Regions from separate parts of the Mus musculus genome. Here region 1 is linked to region 2. A link is a contact called in public Hi-C data. All regions are on one chromosome and are shown on one strand. The core of a region is the stretch at or near the end of the contact, and the rest is flanking DNA. Distances in the headings are between cores, read along the strand shown.

Evidence for each region. Hi-C and Micro-C count contacts between places; a contact is called where the count stands out from the background.
Region 1: a Hi-C map of CD4 T cells shows a contact between it and region 2, with 6 times the contacts expected there. The contact joins the promoter of Baiap2 here to the promoter of Mfsd11 in region 2.

What each region holds. Positions count from the first base shown.
Region 1 is chr11:119,940,801-119,945,440 of GRCm38.p6, forward strand. Baiap2 (brain-specific angiogenesis inhibitor 1-associated protein 2) reads left to right here and starts at 2,292. Exons shown (of 14, transcript NM_130862.4): 1 at 2,292-2,448. The coding sequence starts at 2,395. It overlaps Gm11767 (a long non-coding RNA gene), which reads right to left and starts at 2,294. Exons shown (of 5, transcript XR_001780400.2): 1 at 1,782-2,294.
Region 2 is chr11:116,852,719-116,857,005 of GRCm38.p6, forward strand. Mfsd11 (major facilitator superfamily domain containing 11) reads left to right here and starts at 1,282. Exons shown (of 13, transcript NM_178620.4): 1 at 1,282-1,455; 2 at 1,925-1,980. The coding sequence starts at 1,360. Srsf2 (serine and arginine-rich splicing factor 2) reads right to left here and starts at 376. Exons shown (of 3, transcript NM_011358.2): 1 at 1-376. The coding sequence starts at 211.

The sequences.
Region 1 (4,640 bases), core at 1,042-3,541, 3.1 Mb after region 2:
TTCTGGGAAGATTCAGGAGGAGCCAATGACAATGGTTCCACCTTGACAATAGCTTCCTCCACTCCGATGGACAGAAGCGGGTGCAAGCTCACACACGGGCCACTATTTCCTAGCTACCAGCCTACTGAACTTTTAGGAAAGTAAGCAGATTCCTCAGACACCAGTGTAACAGGAAGAGGAATATGATGAAGTTTGTAACGGGCTTTGGAAGAAAAGGAGTCAGGGAAAGAGTGGCCCCCTAATCCACTTGGAGCCAGAGTCTTGCTGATCTGTGAGCATGCTGCTTATGGTGTGCCCACCCACTCAGCAACCTGACCTCTGACCATTGGTGCCCCCTACTATTAAAGGAGCTGCTTCCAGGGTCAGAAAGGCTTCCGTGCTGAAGTCTGAACTCGGGCTATGGTCAGCCCCAATAAAGAGCTGGAGGGAACACAACTCCTCTCTCCTGTCCCCTTCCAACCCCAGCAAGTCCTGTCAGGACGGCCATTGTCACAGAGCTCTGAGCTGCAGGCAGGTTTGAGACACTGTCCTGACACCCTCTTCCCACTGTGGGTTTCTGCTGCAGCTGGCCAGCCTCCTGCCTGGGACATGGACAGACCTGAGTCTGCCACCCATGTAGCACAGAAATGGGGTGACTATGGGTAGGCAGGCCCAGGAAAGAGTCTTGGGATGTTGTGGAAGGGGGAGTGGTCCAAGCCATGGGAACTTTTCTTGGGGGAGCTTCTCTGCCCTTTTTCAGACAGACCCCAAGTGTTTGCTGCCAGCCTCCACCTCTAGTTCTCCTCCATGGCCTTGGCCTGGGGCAAGCATGGAGGAGTTGCTTCTACCCCAGTGCACAGCTCCTTGTTGGCTTTCTGATCAGTGAGGGGATCAGTGTGTGCTTGAGTAGGCACCATACCATGCTGGTCTAAATGGACTAGAAAGTGAGATGAAGGGGCAGCTGTAACCAACCAGTCGCAGTGAACAGTAATTGACAAGTCCTTATTTGACAGCCAGTTAGTTTAAGCTGGCTTTCTGTCACAAGAAGAACCCAAGAAAAGACAGATACACAGAGATGTACACAGAGATGTACATAGACGACAAGGAAACAGAGGACAGTGGGCTGAATTCCTTCTCCTTACACATGTAGCAAAGTGAATAGGGGCCGTCTGAGTCCCCTGCTGAGGCTTGACAGCCGCGCCTTGGATTTGTGTCCTCTGGGTTGTTGGAGTGGTGTAACCAGCTGTCCAGGAAATGGATGCTGGAGTGTTATGTTTAATTAAAAGGAAACATTCAGCTCTGGTGTTTTACAATGTAAAGCAAATAATTCCTCTCTGTTCGTCTAATTGATGTAAATATTTCTTCAAAGGGAACCGCGTTGGAACCCCGTGTGCCAACCTGGTCAGTTTTCTCAGCCAAGCCTTACCCTTCCTTAAACCATCAGCTACTGGGCAATTCCAAGCTGTGCTGAGAGGCTCCTCCCCCGGAGCTATCCACCCAACTCCCGCCCCCGCCCCAATTCCCTTCCGAACCACCCCATGGAACTCGCTCCACGTCTCCCTCGCTCCTCTCTTGGGTCCTCTTCCCGGAATTCTAGACCCAACTGTCGGCCGCCACCCTCCGTTCAGCACCAGTCCACCACAAGCACCCGCCCCAGGGCCCACCCTGTCCCGATCCTGCCTCCAGGGCTCAGGGTTCTCCCGCTAGAGTTCAGCACCTTCCTCCGTCTCCACCTACTCCGGCTCCGGGTTTCCTCCCTTCCGGAAGACCGTCCAGGGTCGACGCACGCCTCGCCGACTCACCTGCAATAGCGCGGGAGCCACCGGCCCCTGTCGCGCACTCCTGAGGGACCCTTGAGGGCCTGCAGCTCGGATCGCTGCCTCCCGAGTGCCGCCTCCACGCGCGCTCGCGCCGGTGCCACCCGCACCGCCCACACCCCGCGCTAGCTCTTCCTGCGCCACCCCGCCCCCGCTTTCCGCCCCCAGCCCGGCTGTCGCTCCGACCCCCTCAGGCAGCTCCAGGGCCTCAGCGCGCCGCGCCTCCGCCTCCCAGCGGCCGACCAATTGCCGCTCGGAGCCGGCCTCCGAGTCCCTCCTCTAGCTCCGCCCTTCGCCCCCGCCTCCGAAATCTACCAATAGAAAAGACGGCGCAGGAGCGGGCCTGGCGGTTGCCTAGCAGCGGCTAGGCTGGGCGGGGGCGGACAGCCGGGGGCGGTGATCCGGGCGCGGCGGGGGCGGGGCCCGGAGGCGGGGTTTTTGTGGGGTGGGGCCTTCAGCGGCTATAAAAGCAGCGGCCGCCGGGCGCCGCGCTCTGTGGTCCTGGTCTGCGCGCCTTTTCCTGTTGCTGCAGTTGTCGCTTTCCTCACCGCCACCCGTGCCCCTGCTCTGGTCTGTGGTGTAGCCGGGACCCAGGACCATGTCGCTTTCACGCTCGGAGGAGATGCACCGGCTCACGGAAAATGTCTACAAGGTGAGTTTCCAGCGCGGCTCCGAGTCGCCCCTAGGTCTTCAGGCCCGAGCAGGGCACCGGCTCCCGGACTGCGGGTGTGGTGGACCGATCTTCCGTTGGTCACAGGTGGCCGCGCCCGCCCAGGGTCCTTACGCCCGCCGCGGCCCGCGCCGTCCCCGAGCACGAGTGGACGCCCCCACCCCGACGGCGCCGCTCAGCCCCCGCGCGCTCCCTCAGTACGCCTGTCTGTCCTGGCGTCCGGAGGGACCGAGATGTTCAGGGCCTGGGCTGCTCTGCGATCTGGCCTGGTCCGCTGCATCCCAGAGTGAGGGGAACAAGGAGCGGGGGCGGCGTGGAGGTTGCAGGCTGCTGCGGGCGGTCGCCCTGCGCTTGCTTGGCGCGGTGGCACCGTGGGGCTCTTCTAGGTGCTGTTATGCCAGCCTCTGGGCACTTTCTCTTCAACAGGCTTTCCCTTTCCACAACTCCTTTACGAGTGTTAATGGACGTGGCCCAAAGTGGGAGGTCGAGCTCGGACAGGTTGGATGGGTGGACAGATAATCCATCATCTTATGTAACCGCAGAGGGAGAAGACTAATTGTGTAGGAGGCTGACGCGCCTGCTTTTGCTTCTGATATGTGTTAAGAGTCTCGCATTCACATACTAATCTGTGAAATGACAGTTTCTCATGGAAGAACTGCAGAGCCTTGTGCAAGCCCCCTGGTGTCATGTTATGTCCATGCTTTGGGTACAGATGGACGGGCCATTTCCTATTTCTTCACCATGGGTTCTCACAGCCCTGGCCCCTTACCCTCAACAGCACAGCCTGGGGCTCCCTGATGGCATCAGGTCCGCTGCAGTTCTCAGTGACATTTTTTTTTTCAAGAGAGAAATTCCTGCCCTGCCCTGTGCATGGCAGTCCTCTTTACAAAGCTGTGCTTTATTTCAAAACTGTCTTAAGGGTGAGTGAAAGGCTTTCCACCAGCCACTAGGTTTTCACATGGAGTTGCTGGTTCATGGCTAAATGGGATTGTGCTCTGCTCGAGAGCAACAGTTTCTGATTGTATGAACCAACCATGGTTGTGCCTTTCTAGGCAATGGCCTGTGAAACCCTCATAGCTGTGCTTGCTCTGTTGCCTACAGCAGATGGAAGCCTCCAGGGTGGCTGCTTAGGTTTCAGCTGGAGTCCCGGGGGCAGATTATACTTTAATTCATCATTTAATAAAGGCTTTAGAGTTGTAGTTACATGGGTCTGGAGGAACCTTGAAGGTGGGTGTAGGGGCTGAAGGAGCTCTAAAACCATGTTCAAGCTGCCGGCAAACAAGATTGAGAACAGCCTTTTGTTCTTTATGTTTAGTATCTGTAGACTCCATGGTATATGTTCCCCTCTTGTTGGTCTGCGGAAGCACATGCTGTCGGGAGAGGGAGGTTTATTAAATTATTAGTCATTAGTTCCATTACAGTTTGCTTTGTACTGCAGGGGAATGGGAAAAGAAATACTGGTCACAGTCTGGTTTTCTTGCTTCTTTACTGAAATCGTTAAAGAGGAACTTCCATGGTGAGAATCACGCAGGGTATGAGGAGTAGCTTTGCTTTGGAGAGTCCCATGGTTCTCCTTAGTAAAACTCATGCCCGGGCAGTCAGCCTGCACGTAACGGCTTCAGGCTTCACTCACATGCTGCTGTAATTCATCTGGATGTCCAGTCAGAGCTGTTGCAGTGGCAGAGAATCTGGATCCAGAAGATCTGGATCATGGCACTGATTGAGGGCTAGCAGGCTGGGAGCTTAGAATGGAATTACTGTGGGTTTGGTGGGGCAGTGGTTGGTGAACCTTCCATGTGAACATGAGGTGATGAGATCTTTTGAGTTTTTGAGGTGTTGGACACAGGTCGGGTGTAGATGTCTGAAGGGCTTTCTTGCAGTGTAGGCAGGTGGCTCTTGTATCCACTGAGGCCTAGTCATTGACTCCTGTGCTCTGTTCTCGTTTTGTATTTTGTCACTGATGTGTATGATGTATGGTGGTGCTAGTACAGGTTGGGCAGCTTTGGCATGTGGGCTAGGGAGATATCCAGCCCACACAGAGGCACAGTCAGAGAAGAGCCAAAGTCACACGTGTGCAGTTTCAGGCCGGTCCAGCCAGTCTGCCATGCTGTCTTCTCTGGGACATGGAGTAACTGACTCTCTACTAGGGGCTCCTCCTATGCTGGTTGGTGCTT
Region 2 (4,287 bases), core at 32-2,531:
CGTCTTCGGCGTCGCGCTTGTCGTGGAACCGGACGAAGGCGAAGCCCCGGGACTCCTTGGTGTAGCGGTCCCGCGGAATGTACACGTCGCCGACGCGCCCGTATTTCTCGAAGACGCGCCTCAGGGTGTCGGGCGAGGTGCGGTAGGTCAGGTTGTCCACCTTGAGGGAGGTCATGCCCTCCACATCGGGAGGCGGGCGGCCGTAGCTCATGGCTGCGAAGCGGCGCCGAGACCCTAACGCCCCGGACAGGCCCTCGCTCTCCGGAAACGCAGCTCCGTCAGGCGCTCGGTAGCTACAGTCCTCGTGGGTAGGGAGGGAGCCGCAAGGCCGCCGCAGAGCACCCGAACCTGACGGACGCCTGAGCAGCAACTAAGCGAGCGGGCGGGCCCCAGCGCGCATTTATACCCACCCTTACAAAATGGCGCCCGCGCCACCCGGAAATGAATCTCCTGATTGGCCCATTCGGCCGTGTTGCGTAACGTCGCCGCCGCGCGCCCCGCCCCTCCCAGGTGCGCCTGCGCACCGCGCGGCGGGCGGGCGGAAAGCGCGCAGTCACTGCGGTGGGGCGGGGGAGCAGCCAGAGAAGGCAGTTAGAAAGCCCGCCAAATGCTCTACCGTGGGTGCGTCCGCGAGAGCGCGGGGAAGGGGAAGAACGAGGCTCTATGGAGGGAGAAAGAGGAAGCGCGCCCCACCAGAGCCCCGCCCCTTCCCCACGCCAATGCCCGGGCTCCACGCGCCGTTCCGCCCAGCCTTCAGTCCCGCCTGTCAGAGCCGGTTCTTGCGCTCTCTTTTGCCTCTCTGTGTCCCGGGGCCACCTCACGTTCCCCTCTCCCGCCGCTCCTGACTGAGGCTCGCTGCCTTGGTTTCACTTCTCGGGGCCTTTGCTCTCTACGAAGGGACGGGTAGTGTAGACCTAAAGTACGCGCTAGCCACAGCGTGCGGCCGTACCCTCCCCTCCCCCCACGGGGCGCCGGGACTACATTTCCCGGCGGGCGCTGCGACCAGACTCTGGTCAGCTGACCGGTCTCGTGATCTGCTGTGAGTCAGGCCGGGAGGGCGGGCCCCAGCAGCTGCTACTGCTCGTCCTTGCCCCGGATCCCGTTCCCTGCAACTGGAGTTGCGGCGGGTAGACCCCGGGTCTCCTCTGCACTCGGTCGCGTCCCCGGAGGGTCCCGACTGTACCGGTGGGGAGAGATTTCCCTTAAACCCACGATTCCCATCCCAAGATTGGAAATCGGCAGTCTGGCTTCGTGGTTCTCTCATCTGGTTTCTTCCCTCAGGGCTGTCAGGGGGTTCGACTGGAGGAGAAGAGGTGACTGTCCTGGGCCGCTGCTGGCCTCTGAGCAAGCGGAGCCAAAATGTCCCCGGAGTCTAAAAAGCTTTTCAACATCGTTATTTTAGGAGTTGCCTTTATGTTTATGTTCACCGCCTTTCAGACTTGTGGAAATGTGGCGGTGAGTTGGAATCTGTACTCCTTCCTTTGAATGCCCGTCTGAATGCATTCCAGCTGTGACAATAAACGTTTATGTCCGCTACCACGCCAAGATTGCACCTCCTGTTTTTCAGCCTACCCTTTCTCGTTTTCTTAATTTTGTGTATCAGATATTTCGCGTTTACGTGGTGTTAAACACTTTCGTTTAATACTCAGATGCGGCTTGCAATTTGAGTATGGACCATAGTTACTTTAATTTTTGTGAATGTTAAACTCTGTATTTAGTGCTTGGGTGGCTTGTGGGTACAGTTGATTATCTGTTTCCCCATCTCGAGTATATCTTCTGCGGCAATTGAGTCGGTTTTTTTCTCCTCTCATGGTGGGCTTGGGTGAGAGGTGTGGATCATAACATTTTTTTTGAGTATTTAGACTTTCCTGCGGGGAGGGAGATGGCAAGACATTTTTGTTGATTAGTTTTATCTTCCACACAGCAAACTGTCATCAGGAGCTTAAATAGCACAGATTTTCATGGCAGTGGATATACCAGGTATTGTACTGTGTGCATGACTTTATTTTGCATGTCATAGTTCCATCCATCTCAGGAAAACCAGCAATAACATGTTGTAACTGAAGAGTAGCCATGATTGTGTCAAATCTGTCTCTCTTTTTCTGAGGTTTGAGCCACCCAGGTAGATCAGTAGATACAGACCCATACCTCCCAGAGTACGTGGATTAATCCTCAGAACCTACGTGGTGGAAGAAGAGAACCAGCTCCTGCAGGTTTTCATGTGTCTTCCACGCAGGAGAACACTCTCCTACCATACAAACATAAATTTTAAAATGTAGTAATAAAGTTACAGAGCAGGCATGGGGGTGCATGCCGTGAATCCCAAAATAAATAAGCGTGATGGTAAATTCTTTTACGATGATGACTAAAGGTCTTCTGTAGAATTAGGAGGCTTTGGGATTGAAAGCCTGGCTTCAGAACTGGGATGCTTTGCTACGTTCAGCAAGTTAGCTCTGTGACCCCAGGTTCTTTACTAAGATCATGGCTATGCAGGCAGTATAGTGCTTCTGGCTCAATATGCATGCAAGTCTTGTCAAAATCATGTTCTAATCCTGAACAGTGCTGTAGTTGTTGAAACATTGGATTTTTGAGGCTTTGTAATCTCATTCTCAATTTATAATTTCATCAGAAGCTTTAAGATTTTTATGCTGAAGCTGGGCGTGGTGGCGCACGCCTTTAATGCCAGCACTCGGAGGCAGAGGCGGCGGATTTCTGAGTTTGAGGCCAGCCTGGTCTACAAAGTGAGTTCCAGGACAGCCAAGGCTATACAGAGAAACCCTTTCTCGAAAAACAACAAAAAGAAAAAAAAAAAAAAAAAAAACAAAGATTTTTATGCTGAAGCTGAGCAGTAGTGACGCACGTCTTTAATTCCAGCACTTGGGAGGCAGAGGCAGGTGAATTTCTGAGTTCAAGGCCAGCCTGGTCTACAGAGTAAGTTCCAGGACAGCCAGGGCTATACAGAGAAACCCTGTCTCAAAAAAACAAAACAAAACAAAAAAAGATTTTTATGCTGTTTAGACATAGAAAATGAAAACTTCACAGGTCTGTAGTACTTTGGATTTGTAGCTGGAAATGTACTAAATACATGCACATATACAACCTCTCTCCCTCCAATTGCCTCCTCTCTTGTCTGGCGTGGAGCTTGTAGCATAATACAAGATAACCTTGAACTTCAGGTATCTACACCTCCCTAGTGATAAACTTAGAAACCTGTAGCATCAGGCCTGGCTTCAGGGTTTCCTTTTTTCTCTTTCCTCCTCTTTCCAATAACTTACATCAAAGAATTCAGCATTCTCTCAGAGGCTCTCCAAGACTCTGTTGCCAGGAAGGTGACAATGAGGCCTCTGTCAACCTGGCATTACCCCCTGCTGAGATACTGGACAAACTAGGCAGGGGGCGGTTGTTTTGTGGTTAGCAGGGTCCCACTCTGTAACCCTGGCTTGTCTTATTTATTGATTGATTGATTGATTTACTTACTTACTTTGGTTTTTCGACACAGGGTTTCTCGTGTACCCTTGGCTGTCCTGAAACTCACTCCATAAACCAGGCTGACCTCAAAATGACTGGTCTTAAAGTCACAGAGATCCTCTTGCTTCTGCCTCCTGAGTGCTGGGATTAACCAAGTGTACCTCATCTAACTCTGGGTTCTCTTATAGGAGAAAACCAAAACTTTGAATTGACAAGAGTCGCACATGTTTATCTCTATGTACAATGTATGTATACATTGTAGAGTTATGAAGTTAAGCTATACACACACTCTTTACATTTATTTGAGAAGAAAATCCTACCTTGTGGTCTCCTCTGACCTGGAACCCAGCCATGCTTAACCTGCTGAGTACTGGGATGGTAGGCAGGCCTTGCTATGCCTGGGTCCTTTTCCGTAATTTCTCTGTTTATAGGTTTGTTTGTAGGTTTATCCTCCCAATTTCAAAACTCTCCTAATTTGGTTCTTAATTACCCAAAATATATGTGGATTTTAGTGTCCGCTTTTTTAGATAGTTAAAACCGTTACAACTTTGTAGTACTGTGTTTTCTGTGTATTTTAAAGAACAAATGAAAGAATACATTCAATTTGTGAGCGGCTTATGGAAGCCAGAGAAATACGAATTTACAAATTGGAATGAACTAGGCAGATAAACACTGCCTAATAAATGAAATGAGGATCCTCAAGGTAGCTTGAGTTCAAGGAATGTATAGTAAAGTGGGTTAATCCCAGCACTTGGGAGGCAGAGGCTAGGGGATATTTGTGAGTTCAAGGTCAGCTGGTCTACAGAGAGAGTTGTCGTA